Regions from separate parts of the Zea mays genome. Here region 1 is linked to region 2. Evidence: chromatin contacts called from public Hi-C data. All regions are on one chromosome and are shown on one strand. Each heading gives the region's core, a stretch centred on a gene start, on an enhancer-like site or on the middle of the called end of the contact. The rest is flanking DNA. Distances are from core to core; before and after follow the strand shown. Region 1 has its middle 31 kb from the start of LOC109945636. Region 2 holds the start of LOC100282563 (metabolite transport protein csbC).

Region 1 (3,343 bases), core at 679-3,178, 360 kb after region 2:
TTAAATTGTAGTTAATATTAATACGAACCTAATGCATCTAGTATGGATAAAAAAGGAATAACAATGAATTAATTATGAATTTAATAAGATTTTGGAATTATTTCTATACTAGAAACCATTTTCTATATGAATTTACTTGATTTATTTAATCCATGTACTGTGGGTCCTATTTACCAGAAGCTCAGGGTCTCTTCTATAAGAATGAGGACTTGTATTAAACTACTCTATACACAGTGTGGGTCGCGGGTTATTTACAGCAGCGAAGGGATACGAGCAGAATCTGGTTCAGCGTCCCCTCATCGAGGGCCAGGATTAGATCTGACCCATCCCCACACCAATACACTTCGTACGCCCTCGGATCCTGAATCTGTGGCCAGCAACACACCACGCCCACCCTACTCTCAGTCATCCGTAGGGCTGGAAACGAGCCGAGCCGAGCTCGGCTCGGCTCGGCTCGACGTGGCTCGGTGCAGCTGCGAGCCGAGCCAGGCTCGGCTCGGTCATTTTGCGAGCCCGACCTAGAGGCTCGGCTCGGCTCGGTAACGGCTCGCGAGCCAGCTCGAGCCAGCTCGCGAGCCTCACACTAAATCACGTTTAGAGTATAAATTATATATTTTTATTATATATAAGATAAAAAAATTATGTATAATATATTTTTAGACTACAATATAAGTGTATCACGTATCAAGTTCAAGAAATTCAATAAAATAGTTCAAAACGTAGCAATAATATGGTATAATAGTATACTTGACGTTGTTAGCTCGGCTCGCGAGCCGGCTCGCGAGCTGGACCGAGCCGGCTCGGCTCGGCTCGCAGTTCTGGCGAGCTACAAAATCAGGCTCGGCTCGGGCTCGTTTTGGCTCGCGAGCCGGCTCGAGCCGAGCCGAGCCTCTCCGAGCCCGAGCCGGCTCGTCGAGCCCGAGCCAAATTTCCACCCCTAGTCATCCGCTTCGAGATTGATAGCCCGGATCTTATTACACGAAGAGGAGCATATTACAACCTAATCAGAGCCGTCCAAGGGGATATCAACAACTCAGATAGTGCGCTTTCTACTTCCACTCTGGTCTGCTCAATCTCCATTGCTCGCCCCCAGGTTCGTTTACCTCCAAAGCTGATCGAGCACTACGGCGCGACTCATCAATGGCAGTCGCCCAGCCGGAACGACGACCAGCGCACCAATAGCCCAAACACCATCCACACCCCACAACCACCATGATTAATAGGACAGTTTGATTAAGTTAACTTACTGGCAATCGATGGTGCCTGAGAGCAGACGAGTGCCCGCGGCCGCTTGGTCGTGACCACGGCGTCGTTGAGCCCCTCTCGCCCAAGGCGAGGAATAAGGTTCTGTTACTTTCGACGGTGACGATTTCTCCTGTTTGCACCATGGCGAATCAATCGATCCTCACCCGTTTATGCCCTACGGTCACGGATTCGCCATGATGCAGATTTCCATAGCTCCAAGTTGGCCGCCTGGGTGGTGCCGCTGCCCGAGTCCCATGTGGGTGCGTCACACGTGGTGGTGTGGGCGCAATCGGTGGTCGGGCGAGCCGCGAGCGGTAGATAGCGGCGTGGGGGTAGAAGGGCCAAGGCGCTAGGGTCCCAACGCGCGCGCACATGGTGGCTGTGAGGTCCTGGCGGCCGACCGGTGACAGCCAGCCTCGGTGCTCTGCGGGTCGCGACGGCGTGATGCCATGCTTTATGGGGGAATGGGCGAGTCCGCACCAAGGAAGTCGGTAGAAGGTCGCGCAGAATCCTTGGGGATCTGGTGGAGGTTGTTGCGATCCGGCGTTGATACGGTGTTGTGCAGAGCTTGGAAGAGATAAGAAAGAAGGGATACACGCTGACATGCCAGGCCCACACCCCAAACACCATCATCAGATACCACGTGGGAGGGAGATAGCTTTGGGCCCTACTTGTCACTGCCTTCGTGTAGTGCAGAGGCTGCCCAGTGGGCCCCGCCCGTCAGGCCGCAGGTGCCTGCGCACAGATGGGCTGGGATGAGGGGACGCTGGGCTAAAAGAGTAGGAGTGGGAGTGGGCCATGACGGGGAAATCGGCCCACACATGTTCTTACTCTCTTTTTTTGTTTCATTTTCTAAAATCCAATTTGGCTCCAAATTTCAAATGTGAGTTTTGGGTTTTCATTTCCGATTTAATGCACAATCAAAATCCAGCATGGATGGCCATATGCATATTTTTTAATTCATTTATTCATTTCCCTATTTAAGTACATGCTTCTAGATATGCACTTTACACATAAATAGTTATTTTTAGAAAAATAATTTCTAAGGTATTGTTTTTGTCCGGGCATGATTTAAATTAAATACTTTTGAAGAGTACTTATAAGTATATTTTCCAATAAAGGAATAACTAAAATCATATAGGGGTACTTTTATTTATTAGGGACCATGTTTGGATTAGTAGATGTAATTCCAAAGGGAACAAAGTTCTAATTGAAAGGCATTTTAATTTAAATTTATCTGAGAGTTTTATCAGATTACCTAAAATATGATTTTGAGGTGGTAAAGTTGGTATGAGTACTCTATTAATTCTATTAAGCCTTAGGCCAGGATATCATCATCCCATGGGCCAAGATATTACATCCTCTCCGTGAGAAAAATGAAATTGTCGTATTCCGAAGCTTCATGAAAGCTGGGTCGTGGTTCCCTTTGCATAGGATGCTGGTTGAAATCTTGAAAAAGTTTGAAATCTTTCTTCATCAATGTCACACCTGGTTTTGGAAGGCAAACCGAATGTGAATCATGTACGTGCCAGGATCAGAAACTCACGTACACAATGATTACATAATTGGACATCATCACACATTGCTCAAAGTAAATAGCGGAAAGGTACTTTTATGACATCAAGATGTCCAAGATATCCACAAAATCTATAACATAGTCATTTAATATCATCAAAGTGCGGAATACGAAACGTAGTAGATAAGGCCTTCACAGGCAACTGACTGGGGGTTTGCCACTAACATAACTAAAACCCGTCGTAGTCCTGGAACTCCTCAAAGTCCTCCATGTTGCCTGCATCTCCTCCTGAGCATTGAATAAAGCGGGGACAACCTCGGGTGGGGTGGTTTTTAAAGCAAGGGTGAGTACACATCAACGTACTCAGCAAATGTCCCATTTGGCTAAAGTGGACTAGCTGTATTTGAGTTAAGGTTAAGAATTTGCTTTTAGTTGGTCAAGTATTTATTACTAATAGTAGAGCCAAATTTTAGTAGTAAACCTAGTTATTACCCAAATGTACTCCCTCCAAGAGGAAATACTAGAGATCATAATTGTAACCATCATCATAAAAGTATCCAAAGTTCTTCTAATCAAAGAGGA
Region 2 (3,378 bases), core at 18-2,517:
AATAATGAATGTTAGCAAGTGGCAATTAAATAAAACAGTAAACCAACCAGTGACAGAATCTAGTGAAAGCGAAAGACAAATCAAGTAACACATAATGTCACCTTATGGCAGCACCAATAATCATAGGCAGCGCACTGAGCTGGAACGCACGGCGTCGCCCAATACCATCTGCGATGGAGCCGCTGAAGAGGCACCCAACAAAAGCTCCTCCCAAACAGATACTCACCACGAGCCCTGCACCCAACAGAAGCCCAAGCACAACATGAGCCTAATAATAAGTAAATAAACTGACCAAAACCACCACAATTAGCAGAAGAAGTGCACCGTACCTTCAGCAAGAGTGTTGCCGGCGAAGCCAAGGTCAGCGGAGATGACCTCCAAGGGCTCGTTCACCACCCTGCGTCATCACCATCAAGGCACCAAATGAGCACGACTTTCAGATGAGGGCAATAGAGCAATCAAAAGTGCTGAAAACGTGGGCGGAAGGCCACGCACCCGGAGTGGTATCCAAAGAGGAACGAGGTGAGCGTGGCGACACAGACATGCGGCAACGACATGCGCCACGACGGCCCCGCGCCGCTGCCGCCGCCGTCCGTCATTCTCACTGCAGACATGGAAATGGGAAAATGAAATGAGATTCAAATCTCACCATAAATTAACCGGTGGTAAGAGGAACCGGGGGAAACATGCGGCACGAACTTGGCGTCTCGACGTCGGGTTCCATGGCGGTTTCCCTGGACGGCACGCGCTTGTAGACGGAGGAGTTAAGCTTCCACCGCATCGCCGCTGATTCCACAGAGACCAATAAGCGATTAAGCGATTCGGCCGCAGAACCAGTGCACCATGGGGAAGGGATTGGAGGGTTCGGGAATGAGGACCCAGCTCGGGGGGTGAGAGATCTGGGCCGGTCCCAGGGGAGGAAGGTGAGCGACGTGGGAAGGAGGAGCCGAGGAGGGGGCGGGCGGGCGGGCGGGACGGTGTATTAATAGCGGCGGTTAAGTAAATTAATCGGGAGTGGGACTGTGGGAGGCTTGTTTACCTGGCCACCGCGTGCGCCTGCATCAGATCGCGCGGGGGAGGCGACGTGTCCGCCGTGCGTGCTAGTGTAAGTGAGGGCGGAGGCGGCGCCGGATCTGGGGAGGACGGAGGGGGGGTTGCTTCGGCGTTGGCCCGGGTGGGTTTGGTGACGGAGCACGTAGACCGAGTGGAGGTGGTGGAGCGGTGGAGGCCTGCCTGCCGAGCTGCTTGCGGTCGCGGAGATCGCGGGTGGGAGGTGGGGGAAGGCCGGAAGGGAAGCTTAAGGACGCCGTGCCGTGATGAGGTCGTGCTGCCAGGCCAACACGGGGGTGACACGCAGCAAGCCACCTTTGCTTTTGGAAGATACTACACTGCTGTCGTCTGTCGGTTCCTGCGGCAGGAGGAGCGCACGGTGGAGGGAAAGGCATTTGCGTGCTAGCCCTTGACATTATTGAATTTACAAGAGGCAGAAAAAAAGCTTACACCAATTGTTTCCAAACTTATTCTGTTGTTCAATAATCAATATCAATAATCATCAATAATCAATATAATCTATCACTTTAAATTTTGCAAAATTCAACCAACCAAATCACTCGCACACTCATAACCACCACTAAATCCACCAAACAAATTACATCTAGAATTAACACACATCAAAATGAATGGTTCATATCGCTAGATAACTTTATCTCATCTGCTCATTTAAATCCAATGAACAATAATATTTATATCACCTCTCATCACTCTCTCTGCGACCCGCTATCCTAGCCTCCTCTGTCTCATCTCACTCATGTCACCGCTGCTGTCGAACCATCCCTCACTGGAATCATAGTGTTAACACGTAATACATGCTAGTGTAAAATAACATCCGAGTCTTTGAACTCTTGAAATGTATTTTTCTAGGTTCCTTAAACTCATGTTGATATGGTATAAGATAAGACCCTCTTAGGACTATACTCATGTATACACGAAGATATACGGGAGGATATTTTACATGACATATAATATAACAGCACTATCGAAATTAGGGACGAGAGAAGAGGATTAGCTATATTCAAGAGCGACCCACGTGAATAAATGATGTATTGTACGGTGTAGCTTATACATAAAAAATCATTTTGTGACGGGTACATAAGAAGCATATATTAGCTCGAGGATTAGGACTATCATAAATCATAATCTCATCCAGATATAACAAGACCACAACCGCCATAAGGTCGATCTTAACATGCAACTAATTGCAGCCTTGTGGAATTAAAATAGGTTAAAACATAAATGTTCTTGGACGACTAAAAAACATTTATAGGCACATCATTCGTTGATGGCTAAAGTCTCTAGTAGTATATAAAGCATCAGTTTTTATGGTCGCTGTGCTTCCCATAATTAAATAGTAAAAGTTAAAATTATATATAAATTAAGATTCGAATCATAGTTGTTCATTCTAAACCCACATTCACATCGATCTCAACAGAACACACATGTCTCTATATTTGATATTCTATATTTATAAATGCATATGTAGCAATGTACGTGCACTTTGCTAGTATGCCACAAAATGCTGGTTTCTACTGTGGACGACACCGACCGACAACGTGGGTGAACTCGCGAACCGACCTGGCTTCAACGTCGGTTGGTTCAATCGGGCGAGATGGCCAGTCTAATTTATATCGATCGTTTTGAAGCTAAATCAGTCGGTACCGTCTAATGCGTTAGAGAATCAGTCGGTATCGATCTGAACCGGTTTATACTGACGACAGATTATTGCCACGTGTCGTCTTTTGATTGGTTTGCGTCGTTCTAACTGTTTGTTTTAAACGTCTATTTTTAAAGTCTTAGAATCCATCCTATAAATAGAGGTATGGATAAAAACAACGGGATCGGTCGAGATAACCCCTCTCGTTTTTATTTTCGCATTTTATTTCAGAAACGAGACCTTTGGGTAACGAAAATGAACCAAAACGGATAGAACAAATTGATAACGGATCGGAATCGGGCGTAAAAAGCGAAAACATCGTCGCACAGAGTATAAAAATAAAGTAGTATTGTGATTAATTGAAACTTCTCATCTAGGCATATTGAAACAACATATTGTAATATATATGGCTACCAAAAAATAATCATTTACTAGTTGAGTGCCCGTGCGTTGCAACGACACACAAACATATTTAATATCCATAAAATAAAAATAAAAATTAATATCAGAGTGAACATATAGTTCACATATCAGATATTAAACTAATAAGCACAAATATTACACCTTAGCTAAAAGGCCGAGAAATATTGCTCTCAAAAGCTTTTCAATATGATGTCGTGTTAGTACAACATCCTCAGTGTTACAGCAGCACTACATTGCCCGACGGT

Evidence for each region. A called contact is a pair of places that touch in the nucleus more often than the background predicts.
Region 1: a Hi-C map of ear shows a contact between it and region 2, with 1.6 times the contacts expected there. The contact joins the enhancer-like site here to the promoter of LOC100282563 in region 2. A contact is called at or near these places in 2 of 25 Hi-C or Micro-C datasets (ear and endosperm).

Annotation. Positions count from the first base shown.
Region 1 is chr4:229,841,938-229,845,280 of Zm-B73-REFERENCE-NAM-5.0, forward strand. No RefSeq gene overlaps it. Among protein-coding and RNA genes, the nearest start is that of LOC109945636, 31 kb to the left of the region's middle. Within about 2 kb of position 1,929, at least 20 of the 20 cell types and tissues checked have an H3K27ac peak or open chromatin away from gene starts, as enhancers often do. A contact at or near this core is called in ear and endosperm, where this site is marked.
Region 2 is chr4:229,483,841-229,487,218 of Zm-B73-REFERENCE-NAM-5.0, forward strand. It overlaps LOC100282563 (metabolite transport protein csbC), which reads right to left and starts at 1,268. Exons shown (of 15, transcript NM_001155471.1): 1 at 1,040-1,268; 2 at 700-786; 3 at 496-604; 4 at 330-397; 5 at 102-234. The coding sequence starts at 781. It also overlaps the pseudogene LOC111591464.